Regions from separate parts of the Sus scrofa genome. Here region 1 is linked to region 2. A link is a contact called in public Hi-C data. All regions are on one chromosome and are shown on one strand. The core of a region is the stretch at or near the end of the contact, and the rest is flanking DNA. Distances in the headings are between cores, read along the strand shown. Region 1 holds the start of PPP1R14B (protein phosphatase 1 regulatory inhibitor subunit 14B). Region 2 holds the start of ESRRA (estrogen related receptor alpha).

What was found. Hi-C and Micro-C count contacts between places; a contact is called where the count stands out from the background.
Region 1: a Hi-C map of skeletal muscle shows a contact between it and region 2, with 3 times the contacts expected there. The contact joins the promoter of PPP1R14B here to the promoter of ESRRA in region 2. A contact is called at or near these places in 3 of 5 promoter capture datasets (fetal liver and liver), 18 of 47 Hi-C or Micro-C datasets (alveolar macrophages, blood, embryonic fibroblasts and 10 more) and 2 of 2 datasets of contacts at active chromatin or transcription factors (alveolar macrophages and skeletal muscle).

Annotation. Positions count from the first base shown.
Region 1 is chr2:7,862,498-7,866,727 of Sscrofa11.1, reverse strand. PPP1R14B (protein phosphatase 1 regulatory inhibitor subunit 14B) reads right to left here and starts at 1,283. Exons shown (of 4, transcript NM_214115.1): 1 at 1,017-1,283. The coding sequence starts at 1,274.
Region 2 is chr2:7,809,662-7,813,778 of Sscrofa11.1, reverse strand. ESRRA (estrogen related receptor alpha) reads left to right here and starts at 2,572. Exons shown (of 6, transcript NM_001170521.1): 1 at 2,572-2,896. The coding sequence starts at 2,572. It overlaps CATSPERZ (testis-expressed protein 40), which reads left to right. Exons shown (of 4, transcript XM_021082876.1): 4 at 1-483. The coding sequence ends at 52.

The DNA.
Region 1 (4,230 bases), core at 34-2,533, 54 kb before region 2:
AGGCCCCTGCCCTGCTGCAGAGGAGCCAGCCCTCTTTGCCCAGCAGACAGCGGCAGCTGCTCTGAGGAAGAAAACAGATCAGGCCCGTGCCAAGGCAAACTGCCCAATGGGGGGGCTAGGGGGGAGCTTCCTGTCTCTGCCCGTTGGACACCCTGGGTGCCAGACAGCTAGGACTGGGATCCTGGGCTGGGAACCCTGCAGATGTGTCTTCCCAACTTCCGGGCCCCCCATTTCAAAAAGAACACAGGTGGGGCCAGCTGTCCCAGCTCATCACAGCCCCTTCCCCTCCCCCAAACACCTGTCACAGCTTCCCGGGAGTGAGGAGGAAGTGAAGGGTGAGGGGTCACTGAGAAGGACCCAAGCCTGGTAAAAGGGAAACAAAGAGCCCATGCTTTGCTGAGGGAGGGGGTGCTTGCCACCCCTCCCCCCCAGGAAGCATCTCTCCTGTCTGGAGCCAGCTGCATTCCAGGGCTGGGCTAGGGTAGGCAGCACAGGACAAGCCCACTCCTCCACCCTGCCCCTCAGGGGCCTGAGTCACCATTTGAGCAAGGAAGGAGTCATGGGGTGGAGAACCAGACCGCAGAGAGTGGGCTAGCCTGCCCCCATGCCAAGAAGCTCCAGGTTAGCCCATTAGAATAGGAAACACCCGTACCCCCAGCAACCAGGCTGATGCCTTTTAATCAGTCTAGGCTAACAGGCAATAGGCAGACCTCCTTCCACTGCCAGCCAGGCTAGCTCGCCTCTCCTGTCCACTTCCCAGGCTATCCCTTGAGGCTTCTAAAGGACCCCAAGCTTGACCAGGTAGTGAGTGACATTAAAAGAGACAGCGTCTGAAGCAGCGGATAAGAAAGGAGTGACTTAGGTCAGACAAGAAAGCATACATTGGGGGCGGGGAGTCCGAGAGGAGGGGAGCGCACGCCCATTGACTCCCGGTGACAGGCGCGCTCAAGGTGGGGATCCCAGGCGGCCCGGATCAGGACCGATTTTAGGGTGTCGACGCAGGCTGGGGGACACACCTGGCAGTCGTAGAGGCGAGTGAGCTGCTCCAGGATCCACTCCTCCAGGTTGAGGCGCTTCCGTAGCTCCTTGCGGTCGTACTTGACCGTGACCTTCCCTTGGCGTCTCACTGGGCCCTCGTCGTCCGCGCCTCCCGGACCCTCGCCCGCTGCCCCAGGGGGGCTCTGAAAGTAGACGCGGGGCCCTGCGCCACCACTGCCCGGCCCCGGGGCCGGGGCCGCCAACGCCGCGCCCCCCGCGGGGCCGCTGTCCGCCATGGCGGCCGCCGGGGCCACGTGCGAGCGTCCGGCCCCTCCCTGCGCCGCCGCCTCCGGGACGCCCGCCGGCTGGCTCCGGGCCGCTGGCTCGGGTTAGGTCTCGAGCTCCACTCCGCGCAGCTCCGCGGCGAGGGCGGCGGCGGGGGTGCCCGGGGGCAGCTGCAGCATGCGGAGCCCCCGGGCCTGGCCTGGCCGCGCCCCGCCCCCTCCCCTCCGATCCGCCCGCCCTTTGTCCCCCGCGGCCGCCGCCCGAGCCGCCGCCGCCGAAGCAGCTTTCTCTGTCTCGATCGCTTCCCCCGCCCCCCGACCACACCCCCTTAAAGGGCCAGTCCTGAAGCGGGCCCCTCACCACTACCCCGCTCCGGGACAGGGGCTGGGGGAGGGTCTAGTCTCTAGAGATTTGGACCTAGCTGTCCGCTCACCCTTTTAACCTTCCTGCCCCTTTTAACCTTCCTGTACCAGGATTTGCACCCCTGCGGGGTCCCTACTGTACTGTCCTCATTGAAGCAAAAACAGGGGCCGTCTGAAAATGGGGGGCAGATAGTGAGCATCGCGCACAGGGCAGAGGTCCAAGGGAGAGACGTGGGAGCTCCCGACTTTTGGGTGCTCCGGCTCTTGGCCAACTGGGGGCAGAGTCGGACAGACACGTGGACCGGGTTCCCGGGGGTAGAGGAGTGGAGAAGGCGACAGGAGCTGCCCAGGTCACGGGACACCCTACTCGTCTGGGTTCTGCACCTCCCCACGAAGGAGGCCTGGGTTGGGGGTGAGCTGTGCCGGCCTGGTGACTCGAAGGTCCAGACCCCAGGCAGCCACCGCCCACCGGCCAAGATGGCGGGGAACGAATTATGGGAAATGTAGTTCACAGGGTTCGGCTCCGCATGTCTGCCCCTCCCCCGCGGCGGAACCGGGGCGGGGAAGCGCCGAACTCCTTTGCAGCGCCCCCCACCAGGGCTGGTGTCTTTCACAGGGCGCGGTCCCCCGCATCCAGCAACCTCTGTGTTTACAAGCTGCAGCGTAAAGAGCTGGAAATGGGGAGCCGGTACCAAAACAAAGATAGTAATAAACATGCTAATAAGAATTCCTACAGTTGGTTCCACATAGTCGGTTCCAGCATGAGGGCACCTTGCTCTCCTGAAGATCTTCGCCCTGTGACTTCTGTCCTTCAGATCTCACAGGCCCCTTACCTGGCCTTTATGCAGACCGTGCATCTCATCCCCACACCGGGTTGGATTGTCTATATCTTTGAATAGTCTCTCTCAGTCATTTGTTCATTGTCTGTCTCCCATATCTTGATTGTGAGCTCCATGAGGCTAGGATCTGCCTGGCCTTGTTTACTGCTGATGCCCATGACTGAGCGAGCCTGCTGGGCTTCACACCCACGCGTATCCAGCAAATCACCAGATTCTTGCTGAAATCTCAGCACCTAGAAGGGACTAGTGGTAAGTGTTTGATAACTACTAGTTGAACAAATGATCAAATGAAAGAATGAGTGTCTTCCTCTGTGCCTCCATTTCCTTTTAAGGCTGCGGCAAAGGTGAAATAAGAAAATTCATGAGGAGTTTTGTCGTGGCTCAGTGGAAACGAACCTGACTAGCGTCCATGAGGATGGGGGTTCGATCCCTGGCCTTGCCCAGTGGGTTAAGGATCTGGCATCGCTGTGAGCTGTGTTGTAGGTCGCAGACACGACTTGAATCTGGACTTGCTTGTGGCTGTGGCATAGGCTGGCGGCTGCAGCTCCAATTTGACCCCTAGCCTAGGAAGCTCCATGTGCCTGGAGTGTGGTCCTCAAAGGTGGAAAAAAAAAAAAGAGAGAAAGAAAGAAAGAAAAAAAGAAAATTCATGAAAGTTTCAATGACGGCACCGCAAACGTTAAGTCACACAGCCAGATAGACATGGAACTCAGCTCATGTACCCAGGTCCCCGGCACAAAGTCTAGACTCACATCACGCAAAGTTGTGCAGCTTCCTTTGAGATGCTTCCACAGATGGTAGGCTCACCTTCTGCAGTCCCAAGCAGAATCTGAGAGGCATGGATCCTAGCCTCTCACAGACACCCCCTCTCTGGATGCCAGAGAAGCCTTCTTCGGTAGGTGGGCTTCAGAGAGAGGTTGGCTCACGGTCACACAGCTGGTGCTGCAGACAATCCAAACTCAGGACTTCAGGCTTACCCTACAGTTGGGGAAAATAGACAAAGAGAAGGCAGTGTCCGAGAATGGTCTGCGTGGTGACGGTGGTGGTGGGATTCATGCCGGGTGGGCTTCTCCCTGGGAGGGCAGGGGGACAGGATCACGTGGCTCAGTCCAGGGCTGTACCTCCTCCCTCCCCAACCACCTCCTGGCGTCCCCAACCTGGGGGTCAGGGACAGGGTGACCCTGTTCTTGCCGATTAGGCAGGACCCGCCCTTTCTAAGAGAGCCCCATCCTCAACCTGGCCTCCGACTCTGAACTTGGCCTCACAGGCGAAGAAGTTTATCCAAGTCCAAATTCCCCACCACACCCTACCTCACCCCACCAGGGTGCGTCTGCTCTTTTTGAAATGGAGCGTTGATTCAGGTCTTAGGGGTGCTTGTGGTTAAGAGGGAGGATATACTATAGCTTGTTTAGGGAGTGGAACCTAGAAGGAAGACTGGGTACCAGCCCCAGGTCTGCCCCCCCAGATGCCATGCCCCTGAGCTATGCCCTTCCTATCTCTCCTCCCCTCAAGGCTGGTGTGAAAGCCTCCTGTCAAGTCCAAATGTCAGGGTATCCTCTGCGAGTGGTCTGGGCAGGACAGGGAGGAGCCAGGGGTGCTTTTCCTGACTCTCCCTCTTTTCACCTCCTATGCCACCCCCAGGGCACTCCCAGATTCCTGGAGCTGAATCCCCTGTCTGTCCAGTCCCTTCCCTTGGCCACACACCCTGCAGATGGCTAGGATGGCCTGCCGCCATCTTGGTCTCTAGGCTGCTCTGCATGGATCCT
Region 2 (4,117 bases), core at 1,323-3,822:
CGAGGGGCTCAAGAGGCGCCGGAACAAGAGGATGAACGTAGCGGGGCTCTGAAGAGCACTGCCTCGGGCTCGCGTGACCGCCCGTCTCCGTCCCTGGTCCCTGTCCCGTCCCCAGATCCAAGCCTGACCCTGTTCACTTGGAATTTGAGTCCTAGAGAAATAAAAAGAGTCTGTATATGGTCCGTGAGTCAATGCGTGGCTGCTCGTGTGAGGCAGAAGCACGTGGCCCCGCCTTTCCCTGTGACCTTCACTCGGTCACCGCAGTGACCTTGAGCGTTCTCCGTCCGGGCCCTATCGGCTCCGCCTTCCAGGGACTCGAAATCCAGGACTTCTTGTATGTTTTGTGTCTGCTTCTCTCACCCCAGGTTCGGCAGCTTTGTGCGAATATTTGGGTGTGCGGTCCAAGTGCCCTGATGGTGTTATCTTGGGGAAGGGGGAAAAGGGAAACGGGCACCACCTCCCTTGTAACTTGGGCTGTTAGGCTCCGCCTTTCATGCATATGCAGATACCCAGCCTCTGCACTCGTCCCGCCCTCTCATTTACATATGTACGTCGTCTCTCGGCCCCGCAGCGGCTGCCACCGAACCACCTTTCCCATTTCTCCAACGCACAGCGCGCCCCGCCTCCTTCTTTACGTGAGAACGCTCCTGGCCCCACCCACTCCTGGAGTCGCTCCGCGTCTCCTTTGGCCACGCCCCGCTAGCGGCCGAGTACGCAAGCAAGTGCGCCACTCGGGAACTGCGGCGGCGGGGTGGGGACCTTCATAAAGGCCCACCCACTAACTTCGCTGGCTCCGCCCCACGCGTCCGGGCACGCAGGCGCTGCCCGCCCCGCTTGCCTGATTAGCATTAGGGCGCTGGGTCCCGCCCCCTGCTTTGCATGCGCACGGCCAGCCCCGCCCCCGCTGTCAGCTGGAGGAAGCGGAGTAGGAAGCGGCCGCGATGTCCTTTTGTGTCCTACAAGCCGCCGGCGGCGCCGCCGTGTGAGGGGACGCGGCGCGGCGGGGCGGCGCGGCCCGAGGAGGCGGCGGAGGAGGGGCCGCCCGCGGCCCCCGGCTCACCCCGGCGCTCCCGGCCGCTCGGCCCCCATGCCTGCCCGCCCGCCCTGCGGGAGCCCCAGGTCCGGGGGCGGAGGGGAGCGCCGCTGGGGGTGGGCGGGCGGGGCGCGGGGGCCATGTGCGAGCGCGGCAGGGAGGCGGGCGGGGGGCGGGCTCCAGGCGGGGTCCGGCTCCGGGACCGGCCCGGGTCACGGTCGGAACCCAGTTGAAAGCCAGATGGGGTCAGGGTCCGGGCGGGATCTGGCGTCCAGGTCTTAATACGCCGGCGTGGGACCAGGGCTGGCTCTGGCTCGGGCAGCAGGTCCTGGCCAGGGTCAGGCTTGGGCCTCAGATCCAGTCCCCGGGCAGGGTTCTTTTCTGTCCGGCACCTGGAGCATGCCGAAGTCCCAGGGGCGGGTCGGGGTGGAAGATGGGAAGGGTTCCCGGCCTGGGAAGGGGCTTTGGAGACCACGTGGGGGCGCTCGAAGGGGCTTTGGGCCACCCTTCTCTCTGGGTCAAAGGTCATCTCACTGGCTGGGGAGAACTTCCTCCTCCTTTGCGCTCCCCCATTACTTCCTGATAACCTGATAGAGGTCCCCCGCGGGCTGAGGGGGAGGGGAGGCGCAGCAACTTTAGGCAACTTCCCGTAGGTGTGCGCAGGTTGGGGGGCGGGGCGCCCCGTGGAGGAGGCCTCTGCGACAGCAGGACTGTAAGAGTGAATGTGCTGGGGGAGGGGGGTGTGCAAGGAGGTGGAGCCACGCCTGCTGGTGTGCCTGTAGCTGGAGGGGTAGATGTGTCAGATGTGAAAGGCTCTGAAAGTGTTTCCACGAAGGTCTATGTCCCTGTGTGTGTGCTGCTGGGGTCGGGGGCGGGGGCGGGCATGGTGAGAGTGTTTGTGAGCAAGTGGGATTATGAGCCTTGAGTGTGACTGTTATGAGGTGTGTACTTCTGGAGGAGTGTGCCAAAGCACGTGGGCGCATGAGTGAGAGCTGGGGTTTGGGAAGGGGCATGTGTAGGTGTGACACTGCCCAGCAGAGTGATCGTGTGTGAGAGTGTGTCTGCGGGTGAGGACACCTGAGACCCCAGGTGTGAGCACATCAACTGCTCTTGAGTTTGTGTGGCTCAGTTTGCACTCCTTCGCGGAGGATACCGCGGTGTGGGGAGGTCACTGAGATCCCCAGCATGTGGAGAAAACTGGAATTCCAGATGGGTTTAAGGTTGTTTAGGGGCTAAGGTCCTGCTCTTCTTTGTCCTGGGTGGGTGCAGGGGGTTTCCGAGCCTCCAGCAGGCTCCTGAGTGGGAAACCTGCTGTGTTACTGGCCCTGGAGGCTCTGGAGACTCTGTTCCCATGGCAACAGCTGGGGGCCCTCTTCATGGGCAGCGTTCCTTGGACTCTGCCCCCCCTCCCTCCCTCTCACTGAGCCTGGAACCTGGCCCCAGGCCCAGGGTTGGGCAACCAGGGTGACAGGGTTCTCCATCCCCCATCCCAGCCTCTCTGTGACCTGACGGGTCTCTTCCCGCAGGTGACCAGCGCCATGTCCAGCCAGGTGGTGGGCATCGAGCCTCTCTACATCAAGGCAGAGCCAGCCAGCCCTGACAGCCCCAAAGGTTCCTCGGAGACCGAGACTGAGCCCCCCGTGGCCCTGGCCCCTGGCCCAGCTCCCACCCGCTGCCTCCCAGGCCACAAGGAGGAGGAGGATGGGGAGGGGGCTGGGCCTGGCGAGCAGGGTAGTGGGAAGCTGGTGCTCAGCTCCTTGCCCAAACGCCTCTGCCTGGTCTGTGGGGACGTGGCCTCCGGCTACCACTATGGTGTGGCATCCTGTGAGGCCTGCAAAGCCTTCTTCAAGAGGACCATCCAGGGTGAGCCCCCACCCCGCTCCTGTGCCCTTTGCCCTCTGGGCTTGGCACTGCCCAACTGGGTGCCCTGCTGGGTGGCTGTAGGCCTCCAGCCTGCTGCAGTACCACTTGGGGTTGGCAGCCTGAAATTCTCAGGCCCTCCTACCTCCCAGGAATGTCCTTTCCCTTAAGAGTTAAATAAAGCCACTGGGATATGCTGATAGATTGGACGTGGGCCATGAGAGCGGGCCTCACGATGCCTCCCAGGTCTCAGGGTACTACAGGCCCAGCACCTTCCACAGTGGCTCTGAAAAGCGTGAAGCAGCCTGTACCTGCTCCTGACCTCGTCAGCAGAGAACATGCCCCCTTTGGGGTTGATTTCCCTGAAGCAGCCCCAGCACAAAGGCAGGATATGGGTAACTGAGAGGGGCTACATCATATTTCAGTACCTAACTTTAAAAAGACCTTTAGACATCCCTGCTAATAGTACTCGCTGAGGCTTTTTTCACTCAGGAAAGCATATCAAAATATGAATGAGCAAGATGATGACAGACATTATTTGCGATATACCTGTAACTTATGGTTTATATAATCCATTGGTTACTTTGGGAGTTCCCTGGTGGCTCAGTGGGTTAAGGACCTGGAGTTGTCACTGCCATGGCTCTGGTTGCTGCTGTGGCGTGGGTTCAATCCCTAGCCCAGAAACTTCCACATGCTATTGGAGTGGCCAAAAGAAACATTTTTTTTTTTTTTTTTTTTTTTGTCTTTTGTTGTTGTTGCTGCTGTTGTTGCTATTTCTTGGCCGCTCCACGGCATATGGAGTTCCAGGCTAGGGTCTAATCGGAGCTGTAGCCACCGGCCTACGCCACAGCCACAGCAACGCGGGATCCGAGCCTTGTCTGCACCCTACACACAGCTCACGCAACGCCAGATCGTTAACCCACTGAGCAAGGCAGGACCGAACCCGCAACCTCATGGTTCCTAGTCGGATTCGTTAACCACTGCGCCACGATGGAACTCCCAGAAAACATTTCTTAATTGCTTCCCCTGTGCCAAGCACTGTGGCCTATTACGTTTATGCTCTCAGTACCCACAGAGCAATTTCTAAGGTGCCAGCCCTATTGTAACTGTGGCTCAGAGAGGTTCTCAAAACTTTGTTCAAGGCAGAAGATGGCAGAAACAGGATTTGGAGTTGAGTCACTTGAGGTGCAGAGCTAAGCTCAGAAAGGCCAGACTTTGCCTCTG